Regions from separate parts of the Sus scrofa genome. Here region 1 is linked to region 2. A link is a contact called in public HiChIP or PLAC-seq data. All regions are on one chromosome and are shown on one strand. Each heading gives the region's core, a stretch centred on a gene start, on an enhancer-like site or on the middle of the called end of the contact. The rest is flanking DNA. Distances are from core to core; before and after follow the strand shown. Region 1 overlaps PAMR1 (peptidase domain containing associated with muscle regeneration 1). Region 2 overlaps LOC102157601 (a long non-coding RNA gene).

Evidence for each region. HiChIP or PLAC-seq counts read pairs in DNA pulled down with a chosen protein or histone mark.
Region 1: a contact with region 2 is called in an H3K27ac HiChIP or PLAC-seq map of alveolar macrophages. The contact joins two enhancer-like sites. A contact is called at or near these places in 1 of 47 Hi-C or Micro-C datasets (embryonic fibroblasts) and 1 of 2 datasets of contacts at active chromatin or transcription factors (alveolar macrophages).

What each region holds. Positions count from the first base shown.
Region 1 is chr2:25,590,287-25,595,124 of Sscrofa11.1, forward strand. It overlaps PAMR1 (peptidase domain containing associated with muscle regeneration 1), which reads left to right. Exons shown (of 12, transcript NM_001243643.1): 12 at 243-1,328. The coding sequence ends at 779. Among named protein-coding and RNA genes, the nearest start is that of SLC1A2, 11 kb to the right of the region's middle. Within about 2 kb of position 2,610, at least 1 of the 83 cell types and tissues checked has an H3K27ac peak or open chromatin away from gene starts, as enhancers often do. A contact at or near this core is called in alveolar macrophages, where this site is marked.
Region 2 is chr2:25,263,753-25,268,195 of Sscrofa11.1, forward strand. LOC102157601 (a long non-coding RNA gene) reads right to left here. Exons shown (of 7, transcript XR_001306887.2): 1 at 3,917-4,443. Among named protein-coding and RNA genes, the nearest start is that of LDLRAD3, 110 kb to the left of the region's middle. Within about 2 kb of position 2,484, at least 15 of the 83 cell types and tissues checked have an H3K27ac peak or open chromatin away from gene starts, as enhancers often do. A contact at or near this core is called in alveolar macrophages, where this site is marked.

The DNA.
Region 1 (4,838 bases), core at 1,360-3,859, 330 kb after region 2:
AAACCTCCCTTGTCCACTCTGCTTATTTTATACCCCCTGCCAGCCCCTGTACATAGGCGTTTCTTGGTTTGCAACCCTGGAAAGAGAGCGATTGGTTTCTATGGTCCCTTGAACGGAGTATCTCTGAGTAATTGCAGCCATCTCTTAGACATGTCTTCCCGATAACGTAGCCCCAGGGCCTGCCTGTTGTCATCATGTGCAGCGGGCCCCTCACCGTTGCTGTCCATTCCTTGCCTTGGTAGATTTCTGCCATCATCCTGCATCCCAACTATGACCCCATCCTGCTGGATGCCGACATCGCCGTCCTGAAGCTCCTGGACAAGGCTCGCATCAGCAGCCGCGTCCAGCCCATCTGCCTGGCGGCCTCTCGGGACCTCAGCACCTCCTTCCAGGAGGCCCGCATCACCGTGGCCGGATGGAACATCCTGGCAGACGCAAGGAGCCCCGGCTTCAAGAATGACACACTGCGCTCGGGGGTGGTCAGGGTGGCGGACTCGCTGCTGTGTGAGGAGCAGCACGAGGACCACGGCATCCCAGTGAGTGTCACGGACAACATGTTCTGTGCCAGCTGGGACCCCACCGCCCCTTCGAACATCTGCACAGCAGAGACGGGCGGCATCGCGGCTGTGTCCTTCCCGGGACGGGCGTCCCCTGAGCCCCGCTGGCATCTGGTGGGGCTGGTCAGCTGGAGCTATGACAAAACATGCACCCACAGCCTTTACACAGCCTTCACCAAAGTGCTGCCTTTTAAAGACTGGATAGAGAGAAACATGAAATGAGCCGCAGGCCCACGGGGTGGCTTTTCCTTGCATCTATCCGTATGTGTGTGTTGCCCCAGGCAGTTTGGACCCGAAGTCTGCTTCTGCCCGTGAATTTGGCTGCACCAGGGCTTCTGATTTCAAAACCAGTGGAAGGTGCGTAGAGCTTACTTTCTGGTAAGCCACTGCCTCCCTGCCTGCTGGGACCATTTGGAAGACACCAGAGCCACTTGCAAGAATTCAGTGTCTTCAAAATAGATGATATGAACAGTGAAAAAAATCCTCCCGGTTCAACGGACCCAGTGGCCTTCTCCATGCCTTCTTCAGCGGTGTGACTGCAACTGCCATGGCCAACTCTGGTCAAGACTGGCTTCATCAGGTCTCTTCCCAGGCTCCAGCCAGACCGAGTTCTCAAGAGCTGCCTGTAGGACAGCCCCAGAAGGTAGAGCCTGGCTATGATGTTGGTGTCAGCCCACACTGTCACTGCCACAACACGACGTGGTCCTTGCCCTCTCCAATCCCCTGTACACGTTTTAATAAAACAAGGGTTGGCTTTGGACCCACAGAACAAGCGTGCCATGGCTCTGATTCCTGCATGCAGCCTCTTGGAGCTACATGTGTTGGGCCCAATGACTGGGTGGCAGCCCTTTAAAATAGATCCCCAGGAGTTCTTGTTGAATCCTCAGCAGGTTGAGAAGCCAATACAGTGTCCATAAGGATGTGGGTTCGATCCCTGGCCTCGCTCAGTAGGTTAGGGATCCAGCATTACTGTGAGCTGTGGTGTAGATCACAGGGACTGCTCGGATCTGGCATTGCTGTGGCTGTGGTGTAGGCCAGCAGGTGCAGCTGTGATTCGACCCCTAGCCTGGGAACTTTCATATGCTGTGGGTATGGCCCTAAAAAGAAAAGAAACAAAGACCCCCAGATTATAATTCCCAAATAATGCATATAGCAGATCTGATGCCATCTTTTCAATGCTAGTGCTTGCAGTTTGCTGGGTCACAGAGGGGGGCAGGGGGATGGTCAGATAAAGACAAACAGGGAAGTATCAGGGATTTGATGATCCTAGCACTTTCTTGGTCTCATGTTCTAGACTGAGCACACAACTCTGCTTTGAACCTCCCCAAACCTTTACCATTTACTGAGAATAGATACAGAACTGAATGAGACATTTTCATTGCCTCTAAATGGGAATCACCTATTTCCTCACACTGGCTTGTAGCTTTTTCTCTGTAACTTAAGTAATTTTCCTCTTGAGTCCCACCCTTGGCTACCAATGAATAATAGAGCGAAAAACATGAATCCAATCCAGTTCCCTAAGTGATCTTTTGGGGTGACTCACTCTTTCATCCTCTCCCCCCTGCTTTCATCACCATTTCCTCCTCTCCAAGATGGTGCCATGGAGGCTTATAGGACTTTAAGCCTTGAGACACAGTAGGACTCCTGAGTTCTTGCTGATTCTTTCTGTGTGGGAGTGTCTTTTTTTTTTTTCTTCTTTTTTTTAGAGCCACACCCATGGCATGTGGAAGTTCCCGGGCTAGTGGTCAAATCGGACCTATAGCTGCCGGCCTATACCACAGCCACAGCAACACCAGATCCTTAGCCCACTGAGCGAAGCCAGGGATCAAACCCAAATCCTCAGAGATACTAGTTGGGTTCATTACCACTGAGCCACAACGAGAACTCCCCTGCTGGGTCTTAGATGTGTTTAGTGGGACTTTCTCCTTCCTGGGCATTTTGCTGACATTGGGTGCTCAAGCCTGTAACTACTGTTACTTGTGCTATGTGGCCCAGTGGTCCTCCCTGCTGTGACTTGACTGCTCCCCAGCTCCGGCACTGATAGCCTGAGATTTGGGGGGACTCCTCTTTGACCTCAGTTTGGGTGACTCAGCCTCCTGGCCACAGTGACAGCCTCCCATGGTGGCTGCCCAGCGTGACTTTCAGTGACCTCCTCTTCCTCCCCTGGGGGCTTGTGGGGACTTCTCGGTCAGTCTTTTCCGTACCTCTTGAGGGCTGAGAACCCAGGGTTGGTACCAGGCACCTGGGAGACCCTTGCCTCCTAAAGACCCAAATAGGAAATTTACTCTTCCCTCCATGTGTCAGAGAGAACTTTGACCCCAAGGACTTTAGCCCCAAGGCAGGAGGTCACAACCATCTCCCAACCTCCCCATCTCTGTGTCTTTACATAATTCCCTGAGCCAGAAGAGAATTTCTGGTACTTTCTCCCTTTGTCAGGCTTTCTTGGGGCTTTCCACAAGTCCCATCCTCCTCTTTTCACCCACCCCTGCATCCTCATGGCTTAATCTCAAAGCAGTGTATTGGTTATCAACTTCCGAGTAACAAACATCCAACGCATCATGGGTTAAGCTGGAGTATTGGATTGGACAAGTATTTATCAGATTGCTCAAAGGGTTTTTTCTTTCTGCCTCAGCCTGGGAAGTTTGTGTCTTGAGAGGTGTCATGGAAGTCAGATCAACAAGATCTAAATTCAGATTCCTCTCTTTCAACTTATTTTCCATGATTTGGGGCAAGTCACCTCCCCTCTACCCCAGTTTCACCATTTGTCAGGTTGGCATGCTAAAACCTGTCTTTAGCTGTCGTAGTTAAGGGAACCACTGTATAAAGCAATGAGCATAAGACCTGGCATATAGTTGGGTGCCTATCATACCTGGCAGGACAGGGGCTGTCCAGCTGGGTACCGCTCCATAAAGCCTTCACATCTGCCCCTTCTCACCCAGGTGCCCCTGCTCATACTCTCCATTCTTTTTTTTTTTTGTTTTAATTTTTTCTTTGTGTAGCCACACCTTTGACATATGGAAGTACCCCGGCTAGGGGTTGAATCAGAGTCGCAGCTGGCACCTATGCCACAGCCACAGCAACCCGGAATCCAAGCACATCTGCGAACATGCACCTCAGCTTTCAGGTATTGGATCTTTAACCCACTGAGCAAGGCCAGGGATCGAACCTGCATCCTCATAGAGACAACGTTGGGTTCTTAACTTGCTGAGCCACAACAGAAGCTTCCATACTCTCCATTCTTTTTTTCTTCTTCTTCTTCTTCTTCTTCTTCTTTTGGCTGCCCTGCAGCCTATGGAGTTCCTGGGTCTGGGATCTGATCCAAGCCATGGTTGCAAGTTATGCTGCAGCAGCAGCCATGCCAGATCTGATCCTTTAACCCACTGTGCTGGGCTGGGGAACGAACCTGCGTCCCGGTGCTGCAGAGACACCACCAATCCTGTTGCTCCACAGCGACAGCTCCCCCATACTCTCCGTTCTCTAACTCTGTCCTGACCTCTTATCTGAACCATCACGTTCCCTACTTTCTTGACACTCTCTTTACTATTTAGTGTCATTTTCTGTCTTTGCCTCATCACTCAGATTTGGTTCACATTCATGTCATATCAGCTATGACCTTGTTCCCCTTAGAAGCTGAATCTGCCCCCTACCTCCCATCCTGGTGACACCAACTGAGGCTGCCTAGTTAATGGCTCCATGGCCACTTGCCCCTCGGCATAGATCTTCCTTCCCTGGTGCTGCCGCCATGGGCTGCAGGGACTCACTTCGACTCCAGGCCAGGACAAGAGCGACGGAGACGAGCCTGTCCCTTGGCCACATCTGGCACTGTAGGAAGGTCATCCATCTCCCTTTGTAACACAGCCCTGACATCTTAGGATAGAACTCCAAGGATGCAGGATCTCCGCTGAGCTGGAAATCTGGGTGTATATCAGGGTTTTTTCAGAGACTCAGAGTCATAGAAAATAAAGAATTACAATGACCACCTACAGTTGTAGGCAGTGGTGGGAAAGTCTCTTTGAGGTTGTTGCCTTTGCATCTGATGTTGGACCTGAATTCAACTGGCCAGCAGTTGGGAAAGGAAGCTGGGTGCGAAGCTGGCAGATTCCAGGATACACTGGAACCCACAAGGATAAGTGGAAACCCACGTTTGTCTCTTGGTGTCCCCAACCTCTATGGTCTGAGTGACCTCCACACACACATCCGGTCCAGGACACTCAGAGAAGCTGGAAGAGGATTTCCAGCAGGTGGTAGAGGAGCTGTGGGCCTGGGCGCTGTCCCTCCCCA
Region 2 (4,443 bases), core at 1,234-3,733:
AAGATGCACACCACCCTATCCTCTAAATAAACCTTGACCTTATATTTTTTATTTTCATTTTTTTCTTTTTATGGCAGCACCTGTGGCATATGGAGGTTCCTGAGCTAGAGGTCAAATTGGAGCTGGAGCTGCTGGCCTACATCACAGCCACAGCAATGCTGGATCCAAGCCGTACCTGCAACTTACACTGCAGCTTATGGCAATACTGGATCTTTAACCCAGAGGCCAGGGATGGAACCCATATCTTCAAGGACACTATGTTGGGTTCTTAACCTGCTGAGCCACAATGGGAACTCCTGACCTAACATTTAAAGAGCAGCAGTTTGGAGGGGTGCCAAGTCATTATTCTTCCTGACGTGTGCACACTTCCCTCTGGCATTGTGCATGCGCCTAAGCACCTGTGTGCGTGTGTGCGTACACACACACTCACTGGCATCTCCCACCCCTGTGCTGTTACCTGCCACACTGATACCCCCATGAGTGCACATGAAGGTTCAAAGCTAAAGTGCCAGGTGAGGCACTTGAGAATGGTCCACTGTTAATGCTGTTGGAGGCCAGACACAAATGCCCCTTTTAATGGCCTGGTCCAGAAAACAAATGTATCCATTAAGCTGGAATAAAGAGATGGGTCAATGCACAAGACGAACTGAGCACCTTCAAACTGGGAGACCGAGAGAGAGAACCTCAGAGTACCAGGGGAAGAGAGAACTAGATAGAGAGAGAGAGAGAGAGAGAGAGAGAGAGAGAGAGAGAGAGAGAGAGAGAGAGAGGGAGAGGGAGAGGGAGAGGGAGAGGGAGAGGGAGAGGGAGAGGGAGAGATAGGCAGGCAGGCAGGCAGACAGGCAGGGAGACAGACAAACAGATACATAGAACTAACGAGAAAGAGGGAAACCAATGAGAGAAAACCATAGCCTGGTTCTAGATACACTCTGATAAGGCAGCGTGCATTATGCTTAATGCTGTTTGTGAAGGCCTGAGCCTAAGAACTCTGGCCTATGCAATGCTTCCTTTTCGTATCAAAGAAGGAATCCTGGGGTGTCTCTTAGAATGTTCTAATGTGAGCTCTTAGGCCAGTAAACATACTCTCTTTTCTAGGAGATGGTAGCCAAACATGGATAAGAACTCAGGTTTCCCAAAAGCTACAGGACCTCAGGCAAATCATGTAATCTCTCTGGGCCTCAGTTTTTTTTTTCACTAGTTAAATGGGGTCCATCACACTCATCCCTAAATCAGTGTTTCCTAAAATTGTTAGCTGGAACACCAGAAAACCATGTCGTAGCCCCTTCTTGAAGTTCCACAATGCAACTGAACATATTACAAGGTCCAAGAAGTCCTAAAGGAAAGAAATCTGTTCAGCTTTGTTTAGCCCCCTCGCCACTCCATTTACTTGACTCCAATATATTCTATCATGGCTTATGCACATCTGGTGTCAGTGTGCCTGGGCTGCCATAACAAAGTACCAGACACTGGATGGTCCATCAGCAAGAATCTGTATCTCCCAGGTCTGGAGGCGGGCAGTCTGAGATCCTGGTCAGGTTCTGGGGAGAGCCCTCTTGGGGGTTGCAAACTGCTGACTCCTCACTGTTTCCTCACAGAAGAGATCCATGCTCGTGACCTAACTGCTCCACAAAGGCCCTGCTGCCTCATACCATCACCCTGGGGTTAGGATTTTAATACGTGAGTCTAGGGGGAATTGGAATACGCAGTCCAAAGCATTTGGCAAGATGTCCCTCTCCATAACTGGCCTCGTTCTCCTGGCCAGCCCCAGTTCTCATGTTCTCTCTCTCTCTCATACACAAGCACGTACATGGGACACACACACACACACACACACAGGAAGAAGAGCTGGGATTCTTAGAGAAAGCATTTTTCCCTTCCCACTGTCACTTCTTCCTACGCTAAGATCTAAGAGTGGAAGAGGCAGAGAGACCCTTCCATCTAGTTGACTCTTGCTCCTCATTTTATGAGTATTTGAGAGGGAAGCTACCTGCCAAACTCTGTACAGCTTATTGGTGGCAGAGCAGGGCTGGCACTCCTAACTCTCTTCTTCTCCTGGGAAGAGCAGATACCTTTTGGTGGCACCACGTGGACGCTCATGCTGGGGTAAATGTCGCTAAAAGTGTTTCTCAGGTTTCTGCATCAAGATGTAATATTTGGAGTAACTCTGGATACAAATGCCAGCAAGATGTCAGTTAGCAAGTCCACAAATATTTCTGAACATCTATTTCGTGTCAGGCAATTTTATCAGCATTGATAATACAGCATTGAACAAACAATACAAGCTTCAAAGAGGTACAGACAATAACTACATGAACAAATAAATACATATAATTTGAGATACTTATAATTAACATGGAAGTGTAACTGGATGGGTGTGGCAGAAAGGGCAAAGAAGTAGCCTTGGGGAGGATCAACAGCCCAAAGAGGACTCCGTTTTGATGAGTGATGGTCATCACACGGTAGTCACAAGCTACCACTAAGTTCCTCCTATGTGTCACGCGTGCTACTAAGCCCCGTAGGTCCAGTTAGTTAAGGACAGAGCCAGTACTAGAACCAAGTCTGCCTGCTACTAAAACCCAGTTATCAGGAGAAAGCTCATTCCATTTTCCAAGGACAAAAGACCACACCTTGCTCTATGCCCTGGAGATGCAACACGGGGGGTAAGCGGTTTATAATGTGAACAGTCTCTCCTGAACAATTTAGGCTACATTTTACTTTTCACTTCATTCCATCACTCTTAGGTCTGTCTACCCTTCAGAGACCCGCCTCTTCCCCAACACCACACACAAAATCATTTACATCCTATGTTACAACTATCTAACGCCAGTTACCTCAGAAGGGAAAAAAATAAGTTGCCATGAGTGGAGATTTTGTTTTTCCTATTCTGTTCCCTCCCATGAGGAAATCGCGATATTTTTTCTGAAATCAGACATTGTGTGAGGGTTTGGAGCTGAGAGGGTGAGGGGATGGATCCACCCCTTATGTATGTTCTCTTCAGTGGAAGGGTCTCAGCTGCTCTTCCTCCCAAATTGAATTCTCTTACTCTTGAAGAATGACCCAAGCAAAGAAATTTCCCAAACATCTGAAATCTGAGAATTTGTGCCTGGAATCCATGAGGCTCATGGTTTCCAGATGGAGAGACCGGAAGAGGCGGAGGAGCAGAGGAAGGAGCCTGGGAGGATAAAAGGCCAGGGGAAGCCTGAACTCTGGATCACTCTGCCTGCCCTGTGAACCAGGCCAGGCCTCTCATTTGTTCTGCAAGCCTGCCATTTGACAACGTGCCAGGCCTGAAGAAACACAGCCGTTGTGCACATCCTCCTGAGACTGTTCCACTGATTATTAGCAAGTAAGTCATTGTGAAATTGTCTCTTCTGAGGGCAGTGACTAACCTCAGCAGTGCAACAGAAAATAAAGCCCATGGCTTGGCTATCAAGGGGGGGCATAAACACTCCAGATGGATTTTCTCACCATCTTGGAAATGGCAAAAGACAGACACTTCTAGAAATCTTGGCTTCTTTACACCGCTTAACCATATGCAACAGTGGACCCCCAGGTGACCTAATTCTTCTTCCACATGTCTGGTCCTCATGCCAGAGTGGGGAAAGGGGCTTAAAAGGTGACCTAGTTTTGATGAAATTAACAGACAAATATAGTGTAACCACAAGTGGGCTAGACAGGGTCTCAGAAGGAATGCCCTTTTTTGATCAGACAGGCCAGAATCTTCTAGGGAAAAACGGAATTTAGAGAAAACAGATCAGAACCCACCTGTTAGCAAGTGGGAAACTGGCTTAAGTGTTGAGAAAATCCCCTTTTTTTGTTGTTATCGGTGGTGTCTTTGCCATCATCTCCACCCACAGTCACCCCACCGACACTCATCACCACTGCCACCCCTCACCAAGCCAAAGGGGAGTCTTACTTGTCTATCATGGTTCTTCCCATTTGGAAAACGCTATATTTGATACTAGGATACAGCCATCCAACTGGGTCAAAGGTCCCAGAAGCCTGAATGTGTGGAGAGAAACCAAATACAGAGAAGTTACTTTCAATTAACGCCTGTAATCTCCAGATATCCTGCTAAAAACGGTGAGGCAGCAAATGGCCGCCTGCAAGCCAGAGCACCTCACTCCGACGCAACGTTTTCCAGAGCCAGGCAAAGCATTCAAGCTCTTTACCACCTGACCTCCTGGCCTGGGACATGTCGATGTTCAACTACACGCTGGCTTGGGAAGGGAAAGCAAGCAGGGGAGGATGTATTCTGTAACGGCGTGACTTCAACAGACCGCTCATCTCACCCTGAGGATGGGATACTACTGCCTGCCTCCTCAGGCTGAGCAGAGCCCAGAATTTATGAACTTCTTCAGAGTATGATGTGAATCTGGGGTCTGAGCCAGGCATGATCTTCAGGTAAAGGTGGACAATTTCCCTCTCCCTCCCCACTCCTTT